Regions from separate parts of the Canis lupus genome. Here region 1 is linked to region 2. Evidence: chromatin contacts called from public Hi-C data. All regions are on one chromosome and are shown on one strand. The core of a region is the stretch at or near the end of the contact, and the rest is flanking DNA. Distances in the headings are between cores, read along the strand shown. Region 1 has its middle 16 kb from the start of BLCAP. Region 2 has its middle 10 kb from the start of GHRH.

What was found. A called contact is a pair of places that touch in the nucleus more often than the background predicts.
Region 1: a Hi-C map of skin fibroblasts shows a contact between it and region 2, with 2.8 times the contacts expected there. The contact joins two enhancer-like sites. A contact is called at or near these places in 7 of 9 Hi-C or Micro-C datasets (amygdala, blood, liver and 1 more).

Annotation. Positions count from the first base shown.
Region 1 is chr24:26,705,700-26,712,274 of UU_Cfam_GSD_1.0, reverse strand. No RefSeq gene overlaps it. Among named protein-coding and RNA genes, the nearest start is that of BLCAP, 16 kb to the right of the region's middle. Within about 2 kb of position 2,079, at least 2 of the 20 cell types and tissues checked have an H3K27ac peak or open chromatin away from gene starts, as enhancers often do.
Region 2 is chr24:26,473,520-26,479,838 of UU_Cfam_GSD_1.0, reverse strand. No RefSeq gene overlaps it. Among named protein-coding and RNA genes, the nearest start is that of GHRH, 10 kb to the right of the region's middle. Within about 2 kb of position 2,683, at least 3 of the 20 cell types and tissues checked have an H3K27ac peak or open chromatin away from gene starts, as enhancers often do.

The DNA.
Region 1 (6,575 bases), core at 830-3,329, 230 kb before region 2:
TATAAAAGGGGGTTTGCTCCTCCCTCACCCCAATCCTGGTTTCCTGGTCATGCCCACAAAGACCGCCAGGAGTGGTAGACTTACTTCAGCTCTGGGTTGCAATTGGACAAATAAAACCTGCAGCTCCGGGCGACGTTGAGGAAGTAGGGGTCACTCTGGTACTTCTTGTTTTTCGGTCTCCCTCTGGGGTTCTCATGAAAGCAGAGCCCAAGACAAAGATTTGGGTGCCGGTGGTTTCTTTGGAAGGTGGCTCCAGGAAGCCACAATTTGAGAGTGAGGAAGCAAGTCAGGGAAGGGAAGGGAGCCAATACAGGGTTGTTAATGGGGGGTTCATGGCGTGGGCTGCTGAGGCTCAGTCCAGCTGGGGGCCCTCTGGGACCCGTGGAACACAAGTCAAAGCTGTCCCACTGGTCGAGGGCATGGACTCCTTGGCCCATCTCACTGCCGTGTGTGAGTTGAGTGGCTCTGGCCAGAGAATGCTCAGCACAAACAGACGCAGGAAGATGTTAGTGGAGGCGTCACTACGTGCTGGCCACCTCCACGGGGGCTGAGGGTCGAGTATGGGCAGGACCCTAGCCACTTCTGCTATAGCATCTGACTGGGGGCTTGGGGAAAGAAACTTTTGGCCATATAGAGAATTTTGCCAAAATTCTGCACATTTTGTTTCATTGCAGTAAATAAGAATGTGGATCTTATAGAAAGAGGTGCAGCCTCTCTACTTGGCCAGCTCTGGCATCCTGTTAGAAGCAGCCTGGTCCCTTCAAGCTCCAAACCAGGGCTTCTCCCCACTCCTGACCCCCTTACCCTCACATCCAATCAGACCCCAGGCCTATGGATTCTTCAGGCCCACGTCTCATGCCCTCCTGCCTACCTCTCCTCAGTCGATGGCCAGTGAGAGCGAGCATTTAAAGCCCAGCGTTGCCATGTGCCTCCCTTGCTCTGTCCGTGCTCTGGCCTCCACCATCCTGTGGCATTTGCCAAACTTCCTTCCTGAATCCACTTCTATTTATTTACTTAATATTTTTCTTTCAGGTGACTTCCTGTGATTTTGAGTTCGATTTACATATTTTTATCTTCAAAGGAAACTACTAAAATTATATACTATTTTTAAATCCTTGTGAAATCATGAGCTTGATGTCCCACTTCAAATCATCCAGGCAACTGGCCAACCCCTCCAGTGACACTGATGTCATACTAAAGGAAATACCACAGGTCAGAACCAATCCAATCTCCTAAGCTGGGTGTTAGAAACCTTTCATATCCAGGGCTCCACCTGCATCTCCAGATTCACATCCTACCACCCTAAATACACACACACACACACACACACACACACACACACAGGAATCACAGCAGCACTTACCTGCTTCTAAATTTTTAGCTATGCTATTCCCTCTGCCTGGCATTTTCTTCCCTTATCCATATATCCCTGATACTCTCCTATTCATCCTTCAAAAGCCAACTCAAATGGTATTTGCTATCTACATTTTATCTCCTCTCTGAGCTCCCAGAATTAATTTCTCCCTCCTCTGGCTTCCCACACCCCTCTGCTCACCTACCTATAATAGTAGGGACCATCTGGTGACATAGATGCCTGCCCAGACACCTCCCTCCCTACTTGGCTAGGAGTGCTTGTTCGGAGGAGCAGAGCCTGGGCTTTATTCATAAAGCATCTGACAAACATTTACTGAATATCTTCTAAATTCCAGGCACAGTGAAAGGTATGGTAGATATAGCCATGAGCAAGATGGACCCAAACCCTCTTTCCTCAATCTGACACCTTGCTGGGGAAGAAAGACACTCAGTACATAGACAAACAAATGAATATATAATTTCCAAATTGTGATAAGTGCTATTAATAAAGCATCCTGGGTACTTCAAGAAAGAACAATGGGGAACCCATTTGGGTGGGGCAAGAAGAGAAGACCTCTGTAAGGAGGTGACATTTGAAGTGAGTCCTGAAGGATGAGAAGGAGCCAGCAAGAAGAAGAAAGGCTGGGGACAGTGCTCAGAGCAGAGGAAACAGTCTGTGCCATGGCCCCGAAGTGGGAAAGTGGTGTGTTCTTTGAAGAAAACCAAGGCCAGGATGGCTGGGGCAGCATGAGCATGATTAGGGGGAGGAGAGGAGGGGAGTTTACAGGGTCGACAGTGGCCTGATAAGCCGGGGTGTAGCAGACAGTGATGGTGCTGGCCATCAGACCCACACATCCTCATGGCTTCCTGTGTCTATGTACCTGAGGGAGTCGTCTGTCCACAGCATTAAGCTTGACTGGATGCAGGCGACAAGCCAGGAGACTTAGACCCCAGGCATGACCCTCCATCCATGAGGCTCAGAATATAGAGGATAAATACTCCATCTTCTACCAGGACCAGGACCAGGGTACAGAAGGACACAAAATCTGAGGCCCTCGCTCTCAGGGTCATGCAAGTGTAGAGTCAGCACCTGAAAGTGAGGGCCTTCTTAAAGGTTTTTATAACCACTTTATGGAGAGATAACTCACATACCATAAAGTTCACCCTCATAAAGTATACAATTCAGTAATTTTTGGTACATTCACAAAATTGTACGACCATCACAATCACATCTCCCCTAATTCCAGAACATTTTCATCAACACCAAAAGAAACCCTGTGCCCATTAGTCATCCCTTATCTCACCTCACCCACTCACTCCCAGGACCCAACAGCCTCTTGTTTACTTTCCATCTCCAGGGAGAGACAAACTGCGGTGGCCGTGAGAGGGTAGCCCGGCTTCTTGGAAGCTTGTCAGAGGCTACAAAGTGCCAGACGGACTTTCCATAATGAAAAATGAGGCTGGGGCTGGTGAGGGGGGGCTCAGGTGCCAGCCCCAAGTGTGTGGGCTTGATCTCAAGGGCTCGGAGCAGGGGAGGGTCAGGATCAGGGGTAAAGTTGGAGGTGGCAAGGGCAGGTAGGAAGTTGGTATTGGCACTAGACTGGGGCCCTCGGGTTGCAGCGAGCAGAGTATGGGGGTGAGGGGTTATTTGGGAATAGGTTGGAGGGAAACTGGGATTGATCACACAGGAATTACTTTGTGTTGGGCTCTTTAAGATGTCAAACTTCTGGACCACTGAGATTTGTTTTTGGTATCCCTGTGTACTATTTATCATTCTAATGTATTAGATATCTTTGTTATTCAAATGAATCATCACTACATACCAATCAGAATGGTTAAAGTATAAAAAGTTGACCATACGGGATCCCTGGGTGGCGCAGTGGTTTGGCGCCTGCCTTTGGCCCAGGGCGCGATCCTGAAGACCCGGGATCGAATCCCACGTCGGGCTCCCGGTGCATGGAGCCTGCTTCTCCCTCTGCCTGTGTCTCTGCCTCTCTCTCTCTCTGTGTGTGTGTGTGCCTATCATAAATAAGTAAAAATTTTAAAAAAAAGTTGACCATACCAAATTTTAGGAAAGATGAACAACGGGAGTTCTCCTAGCTAGCAGGTGGGAATGTCAAATGATGCCACCCGTTTGGAAAACATTTGAGGAGTTTCTAATAAAGTTAAACTGGCCACATGATCTACTCACTCCCATTCCACATATTTATACCCAGGAGAAAATGGAAACAAATGTCCATGAAATGACTTATATAAAAATTTTCATAGCAGCTTTCCTTGTAATAGCTCCAAACTGGAAAGAATTCAAATGTCCATCAACTTGATAAACTAACAGTGGTGTGTTTATATGGTGAAATACTGCTCAGCAATGGAAAGGAATGAACTGTTGCCACATTTAGTCACGTCCATGAATTTCAAAAACATTACTGCAGGTGAAAAATGTCACACAAAAGACTACATTTGATGTGATTCTGTTCATTAAGGTTCTAGAACAGCAAAAGGAATCTATGGTAACATGAATCAGATCAGTGGTTACCTCTAAGAACTCTGCCTGGCTTCAGACCTTGAAGAGATCCTTTGGGGGGGGGGGCGCTAAAAGTTTTGTACTTTTACATTTTACATTTACGTTTATTAACTCCATTTTGAGTTAATTTTTCTATGATATGTGAGGTTTTGGTGATGTTCTTTTTCCTTCCTTCTTTCCTTCCTTCTTTCCTTCCTCCTCCCTCCCTTCCTTCCTTCCTTCCTTCCTTCCTTCCTTCCTTCCTTTGCCCATGGATGCCCAATATTTCCACACCGTGTATTTAAAGAGTTATCTTTCCTTCATTGCATTGCTTTAACATCTTTATCAAATATCAATTAGGCATATTTGTATAATTCTAATTTTGAGTTCCCTATTCCCTCCTCTGCCAGAACCACATAGTCGAAATTTCTGTAGCTAATCAATATCTTAATATCAGGTGGAGTAATTCCTCCTTTATTCTTCTAATTCATGATTGTTTTACTATTCTAGGGCTTGTGCCTTTCTATATAAATTTTAGGATAAATTTATCTAGGTTTACAAAAAACCTTTTTGGGACTTTGACAGTAACTGCACTAAATCAATAGATCAATTAAAAAAGTGACATCTGTAGTATGTTGACTCTTCCAATCCATGAACACAGTATGTCTCTCCTTTGGTTTCTCTCCTCAACATTCTGTAATTACCAGCAAACAGATCCTGCACATGTTTTGTTAAGGTTGTAACTTAATATTTCATATTCATTGGAGAGTCCGTAAATAGTACGATAGACCACCCAGCTGGTGTCCTCAGAGAATTCGAGAATTCCTTGTTATATGGGAAAACCTATACTTTAGGTGTCGGAAGTAAAGTACTATGCACAGTAGTAGGAGTAGACAGAGTGTTTTCCTTTTTACAACTCCTAAATATTTTATGGTTTATAGTGCTATTTTATTTTATTTTTTTAAAGATATTTTTATTTATTTACTCATGAGAGACCTACAGAGAGAATCAGAGACACAGGCAGAGGGAGAAGCAGGCTCCCTGCAGGGAACTCGATCCCGGGGCCCGGGATCACAACCTGAGCCAAAGGCAGACGCTCAATCACTGAGCCGCCCAGGTGACCCTATAGTGCTATTTTAAATTGAATTTCAAAAAACTCATTTCCAATTATTTGCTCCTAGTATATATGATTTTATTTATTCACTTTTTAATTATTCAACATATTTAAACATTCTTTATTGTGGTAAAATACACATAAGTATTTCTACTCTTTTTGATGCTATTATAAAGGCAATTATTTTTGCCATTTCCTTTTACATTGTTCATTGTTTGTGTATAGAAACACAACTGATTTATGTAAGTTGACTTTGTATACTACTTTGTATACATACTTTGTATGCTACTTTGTATAGCATATTTTGTATGCTACTTTGCTGAATTCATTTATTAATCCTAAAGTTTTTTCGTGTAATAAGCTAATAAATATTTGGTAGAAGTCACCAATGAGGCTATCAGGCCCAGGGCTTTTATTTGTTGGGAGATTTCTGATTACTGATTCAATCTCCTTACTAGTTATAGATCTGTTCGGATTTTGTATTTCTTCCCGATTTAGCTTGGAAGGTTTTGTGTTTCTAGGAATTTGTTCATTTCATCTATACTATCCAATCTGTTCACAGTACTCATAATCCTTGGCACTTCTCTCAAATCAGTAGTAATGCCCACTTTTATTTCTAATTTTAGTAATTTGAGTCTTTTCTCTTTTTCTCCTAGTCCATCTAACTAAGGCTTGTCAATTTTGTTAATCTTTTCAAAGAATCAACTTTTGGCTTCATTGATTTTTTTCTCTACTGTTTTTCTGTTGTCTATGTCATTTATCTCTGCTTTAATCTTTATTATTTCCTTCCTTCTGCTAGCTTTAGGTTTAAGTTGTAAACTTAAATTGTTGACTTGAGATCTTTCTTGTTTTTTAGTATAAGCATTTATAGCTATAAATTTACCTATTAACACTGCTTTTGCTGAGTCCCATAAGTTTTGGTATATGTGTTTTCATTTTCATTTGTCTCTAAGTATTTTCTCATTCCCTTTGTGATTTGATCATTATTTAAGAAGTTGCTGTCTAACTCCCACAAACTTGTGAACATTTTCCAGTTTTACTTCTGTTGAGCAACTCATTTTTTAAAACTTGAGAGGATAGCATATGAGTGCATACACTCCTCAGTATAGAGAAAGGAGTATTTAAGATCAGTTAGAATAAGCCCTTCACTTCAGTGCTGCTTGGTTTTGGATGAAGATGAAATTCTAAACAATAAATTAATTACATCATTCTCATTTTTTTAAAAATCAAGCAGTGAGAATCCCTATTTATACTCAGAAGGTCCTCAGGTTCATTCATTCAACAAACACCATTTCACCAAGCATTCTGCTAGAAAAAAGGGTTACACCAATGAATGAAACAGGCAAATATCCCTGTCCACATGAAATTTCTATTACAGAGGGAAAAGACAGATAATAAACAATAAATATACTAAATAAATAAATTATAAAATATGTGACAGGTGGCAAGTGCCATGGGGAAAAAATAGAACAGGGTGAGAAGAATTTGAATGTAGAGGTAGGTTGCAGTTTCAGATAGGATGATCAGGGTCAGCCTTGTTCCATAGGTCATACCTGAATAAATATTTACGGAATATGAGGAGGTAAGCCATGAAAATATCTAAAG
Region 2 (6,319 bases), core at 1,434-3,933:
CACTGGCCTCTGGCCCAGATCTAAGCTCCAGACTGGCTTCAACTGCCTGTTACCTGCTCCCTTCTAGAGATCCCTTGAGTCCTAAAAACTTACCTCATGTAAATCAGAGCTCATTGCTCCCCCTCACAACCCCGCAGGCCCCCAGCTAGAAACATCAGCTCATTCTTCACATCTCCCCATCCTTCTGCCTCCTTTGTCCTTTCTACCCCAGGCCCAGTGGTCCCATCTTCCATAGCCCTCTCAAAGCCGGCCCCACATGCTCCCAACGACCTCCTTGCTGTTGGTAGGGGGTGTGGTCTTGGCTCAGGCCCTCAGAACCACAGACCTGGACAGCTGTAAAAGCTTCCTGGCCACGTTCCTTCCCTGTGGCCACTCTGTTTTTCAGTACCCCCTCCGGGCTGCTGGCTTGAAAGCCTCCCACGGGGGCCTCTCCACTGAGAAGAGAAAAGGCCCAAATTCCTAAGCATGGTATTTGACACCCCGCACAGCTGGGCCTTCACACATTGTTCAAGAATCATGTTCTGCAATTCCTGCCAATGAAGCCGGGTTGCTCAGACTGTGGTCTCTCACACCTGCATCAGAATCACCCGGGGCCTTGGTTAAAAATGCAGAACCCATGGGGTGCCTGGGTGGCTCAGTGAGTTAAGTGTCCTACTCTTGATCTCAGCTCAGGTCTTGATCTCATAGTCGTGAACTCGGCCTGAGTTGGCCCATGCCCAGCATGGAGCCTACTTAAAAAAACAAAACTGCAGAACCCTGTGCGCTATCCCCGACAACAGAATGTGGGTGTCCAGGTCCAAAGCACACAAAGGCCTGAGGACCCTCTAGCCACACCAAACAAATTGTCACATGCTGAGCATGCCTCCCAGCTTCTGCTCATGCTGTAGTAAGGTTTCTTCCCTTCTCTTCAGGGTCCAGCTTAAAAGTCATCTCCTTTGCAGCCTTTGCTACACCCTAACAGAGCAGATTCCCCACCCACTCTGCTCCTTTAGCATGTGGCACATACCTCTATTACAGACCGTAGGTATCACACCATATCTAATATATCTGTTTGCCTGCCTGCCTTCCTAGTTAGAAAAATCTCCACCAAGGTAAGTCCACAGAATCCCTGAACCCTCAACACACTGAACAGCAGCACATAGCAAGCACTAGAGAAATATCTATTGATTTGAATTGCGTCTTACCATTTCTTGGTTCCTGGCTACCAAACATAATGCTTAGCACCCAGCAGGCATAATTACATTGATGTTTGATGGGTGACCTGTCAAAAGATGGATGAAAGCCTGAATGAATGATGAAATATGCAAATAAATTAATGATGAATTTTCATCATTGATTAATATTCTGAAAAGCTCGTGCATGCCTGAGTCTATTTCTAACCTGAGGGATATGTGAATTGGGTCAAATGTGAGCCTAGGATTTTTGGTTCCAGGCTCACTGATGAAACCATCAAAGTTCTAATGTGAATAAGAAATGTCACTATCCCCACGACAAGTGCGTGTGAAATATATAGTGCCATCTTTGTCATCGGCCATGGGAAATTTTCACTCATTACACTTATCACTCCATCTCACAGGATCCACAGAGACCCTACTGATGCTGCTCAAAGGGAAATCTGATACCTGTTGTGAGGTGCTGGCAGAAATCAATCCTAAGATGCTGAAGCTGGGGCAGGGGTAGCACTGCTCCAGGGCACTAGGGCTTGTCTGGAGGTAGACAAGTGCCACTTTTAGCCCTGGCTTCCCCATGTACTATCTGAGTGAGAGCCGAGAGTTACCCGGTGGCTCCAACACTCAGCTTCTTCCATCGTGAAATGCAACCGCTTCGTACTCCTAACCCTTAAGGTTATTGGATGAGATCATGTATGTTACATGACTAGCACATAGTAAGCATCTAGAGATAACAGCTATACTGCTGTGATCCAGGACAACTGGATTCCTATAAGAAATTCGGTAAGGACGCATTGGGCTGACCCAGGGGCTGGAGTTAGGCAGGACACCAGGTGTCTGTCATGGATCGGGGGTGGGGGGGGGGGGGGGGGGGGGGGGGGGGGGGGGTGGATTCTGGGATTTAGAGTTCCAGCTCGAAGGGTGGGGCTGGCTGTGGAAGCTGATCCGCATTCCGCTCTGTGGCCTGGGTGTTCAGAAACCAGATGACACGTGATGGGGGAAGGTCAGGAGGATGTGGCCAGACTGGAAACTTCAACTCTGGAGAGAAACCAGTGGCTCTGCCTCTGGTCTTTGGCCCTGACTCTGGAGCTCAGGTTTGCTGCATCTATAGCTAATGGAGATCCATTGACTGCATTACAACCACCAAGGGGAAGTGAAGCCATAAACTGGTCCTAACACTGAGCAGATGGGAAACCAGAAACTGGAGTCCCAGGCAGGCTGTGGAGTTTTCCTGTAGATAGTCAAATAATGGGAACTTCCTCTGGCTGTGTCTGCAGGTCCTGTTGTCCCTAAGATCCTCCAACTCTGCAAATGAGAAGGGGCCTCCCACCGGATAGATGCCCCCTCCTCTGCCTGGCCATGTTGTTGCCTGATGAGCCAGGCTGAAAGAAGGCTCCGCATGGTAGATTTTTTCCTCCGGGCTTTCTCCTGGGGATCCTGGGACAGGGGCTAAGCTTGCAGAACACACAGCCTCCCCTAACTGGAAACATAGTTGAGAACCCAGGGCAGGAAGTGGGCAGAGAAAGATAGATGTCCCCAGGGGGGCTGCGGAGGAGGTGGCCCGACAGACATAGCTGACCTGGACCCCTCGTGCTCCTGGATTTCACAGCAAACAGAACTCGGGGGGCCTCTGGCGTTTGTAGGGAAGCCTGACATCCCCAAAGACTGGGGAACAGCGACACCTCCCGGCTGCCTGTGGTCACGGCCTTTCTCCCTGTTTAGAGAACCAACAGGCTTTCAGAGACTGTCTTAGGTACCTGACACCTTTAGAATCCTGGAACAAAGGGATTTAGGCTCTGATTCAGTCAGTCTGGGGTGGAGCCCGAGACTCTGCATTTCTAACAAGGTCCCAGGAGATACTGATACTGCTGGTCAAGGAACCACACCTTGATTAGAAAGTGTTAATAGATTTCAGTTACATCTCAATAAAGCTGGGAAAAGAAAGTTTTAGGAAGCTCAAAAATTCGTCATATCTGGTTGCAGACATCCCAAGTGTCTCAGGAAAGGAGACATTCCCACATATAAAGTCAGTGAATCACAAGGCCAGGCCAGGAGGGAGGAGCAGGGTGTGGGGACCCTTCTTGGAGAGGTGGGATCCAAGGAGATCTTTGAAGCCTGGACACATCTCCACCAAAGAGAGCTTGCCTCCGGGATCAGCTGGGGACAGCCTTCCTGTGTCAGCGTGCCTGACACCTGCACTGCATCGATCAACCCAGAAAACCAACCTGGTTAACATTCATAACTCCTGCCTTGGGGCAGGCTCAAAGATTCCAAGCAAAGTGAGTGTTTAAAATACTTATGGGAGTAACATTTCCAAGCAACCCAGAATTACTTAATTGATTTGCTAAATACAATCCACTTCACCTCTCTAAAAAAGCTCTCCAAATGACCTTCCCAAATACAGACTTTTTCCAGAAAGAGAAGAACTTCTGATGGTTATCGGATCACCAACCAATCACAGGCACTTCCACCTGGGTAGGGATACAAAATGGGAGAAAAGACCCCATTAGCCCCACTTTTATAGAAGAGGAAACTGAGGCTCAGTGACTTTGCCTGAGGCACCCCCAATAAGGCCAACCACTTGAACCCTGGTCCCTCACCCTGATAAAGCACTCATGAGCACTTCTGTGACATCTGCTGCTGCCAATTCCATAAAAACAGGCCTAGAAGGCATGCTGGGTGTGGAGTGTCAAGGGAATCTGGGAGTCTGGGGTCCAGGCTCCCCTTCCCTGTACACTGGCCTCAGGCTGGGAACGCTGCCACCATCCAGGGAGGGTGATGAAAGCAGCTTTTACAAAGCAGGGTCTGAGGCCCTCAGACAGGCCCCCTTTTGTTGACTTCCTCTGTTCCCTCCCCATGCCCCCCTCCAACCCCCAGGCCCACCGCCTTTAGCATCACCCTCCTTGAATGGCTGGCTCCAGCACACTGGAAATTTGCAACACAAATGCACGGCTTGTCTCTCTCTCCGTGGAGCCTCTCTGTCCCAGCCTTTTGGGGCCTTTTAGAGCCTGCCTTTCTCTGGGGCGCTTTCTTTCCACAGCTCAAGTCCCCAGCTCCTAGTGCAGGCACGATCGCTAATTAACTCTGGGTTAAAACCCGTCCTGGGAAGAAAGCCGGCGGTGAGCAAGGCGTTCCCACCGCCTCTCAGAAGATAAGGATGAGGCGACTGGCTGCCTGCAGGAATTGGTGGAGGGGGCTGGGCTCTTCCTCTCAAGGCTTGTTCTGGCTTCTTCCCTCATCCTCAACCTCAAGGGGTTGGAGAATATACTGCAAATGAAGCCCATCATCCCAGACAGCGCCCAGCTCTCCTCACCACCAGCCTGCCCAGCTTTAGGAGCTCTGATCATTAAAAACTACCCTAAACAGCTGCCTCTTGCCACATGCATCAGACATTTTACAAGCATATTTCTGATCCTCACAACAAGCTGCTGAGGTAAATATTATCATCCCCATTGTACAGATGCGATAGCCGAGGCCCAGAGAGATTAAACCTCTCGCCCAGAATCACACAGTTTGCAAGTGGCAGAGCTGAATTTCAAATCCAAATCCTTTTGCCCCCCAGGTTCATGCTTCTCTCTCCTCCTGTCTGATGCTTTCCGAGCTTTACATGACTTTTCCTTGCTCTCGATTCTGGGAACGGTTAACAGTATGTCTCTGGATCTCCCTGCCTGAGGTAATTGCTCCGCTTCTCACCTGCCTGCCTCCTGCAGCTATTTGAATACAAGTGCCTGCCTTTTAGTACCCAAGAAAATGTGGTGCAGGGGGAAAGGCCCATCTCACTCCTCTGAGGTTAGAAATAGGACCAGGCCTTCAGAAACTGATGAACACCTGGTCCGACAAGCGCTGTGTGGGCCTAATTCAGTGCTTCATAGGTGTTTGTGGAATAAAGAAATGCTCGCTTTAGAATAGCCTGGGGAGTTCTCCATTGCAGCCGGCAGGAATATAAATGGCACTGCCACTTTGAGAAACAGTTTGGCAGTTTCTTAAAAAGCTGACCATTCACTTACCATATGACCCAGCAATTCCACTCCTAGGTAACCACCCAAAAGCAACAAAAGCACATGTTTGTACAAAGTCGTGCACACGAGTGTTCATAACAGCATTTTTCATAATAGCCTCTAAATAAACTGAAATCGACCTAAATGTTCATCATGGTGAATGGGTAAACAAGCTGTCAGACTTCCATACAATGGAATGCTACTCAGCGATAAAGTGGAACAGACTGTGGACACTTGGATCAACACCAAAGAATCTCAAAAGCAAGAGGTGGAGTGAAAGAAGCCTGATGACAAAGAGTACGTATCATGTGACTCCATAATTCATATGAACTTTCTGCCAAAGGAAAAACCTAGAGAGGCAGAAAGCAGATCGGTGGTTGTTGAGGCTGGGGTTGGGGTGGGAATCGATAGCAAATGGGCTAAAGGGAACTTTTGGGTAACAGGTATTCCACACAGGATTGTGTGATAGTGACACAATTTTATAAACTTATGAAAACTCGTTGAACCATAGACTTCAAACAAATGCCTTTTATGGTGTGTGAATTATACTTTAATAAAACTGTTAAAGTTCTTTAAAAAAAAAAAAAAAGAGTAGAAGAGGTGTGCCTGGGTGGCTCAGTTGGTTAAGCATCTGCCTTCAGCTCAGGTCATGATCTTGGGGCCCTGGGATTGAGCCCACATCCAGGTGTGTGACTGTGGATAAGTGGGTCACCTTTCTGTGCCTCTGTTTTCTCGTGTATTACAACTACAATAATAAAAATGGGAAGAGCTAATTCTTGAGACTTGTTCTATAGCAGGCCTGTACATAATGCACTGGTGCATTTAATCCTCACCCTTATGAGTTGAGCCCTATGATTCTTATCTTACAGATGAGAAAACTAAGAACAGGCATGAAGCCCTTAGCATAATGCTTGCCAGGCAAGGGAGCTTCCACTAAGGTTGAATTCTGATCCCCATGGCTTCTCCAGCCTGCTCCACGTGCCCTACATCTGCTCTCTGGCCTGGTGTCTATTCTAGTTTAACTCTATGCAGCTCCCACCTTCCATTCCCTGAAATAACCTCACTTCTCCTGGATGTATGGGGGGGGGGGTTGTCTCCCACCTATCTGCCCACGCTTAGTCCCTGGGGACCTGGCCGACCTGACCACTTTGT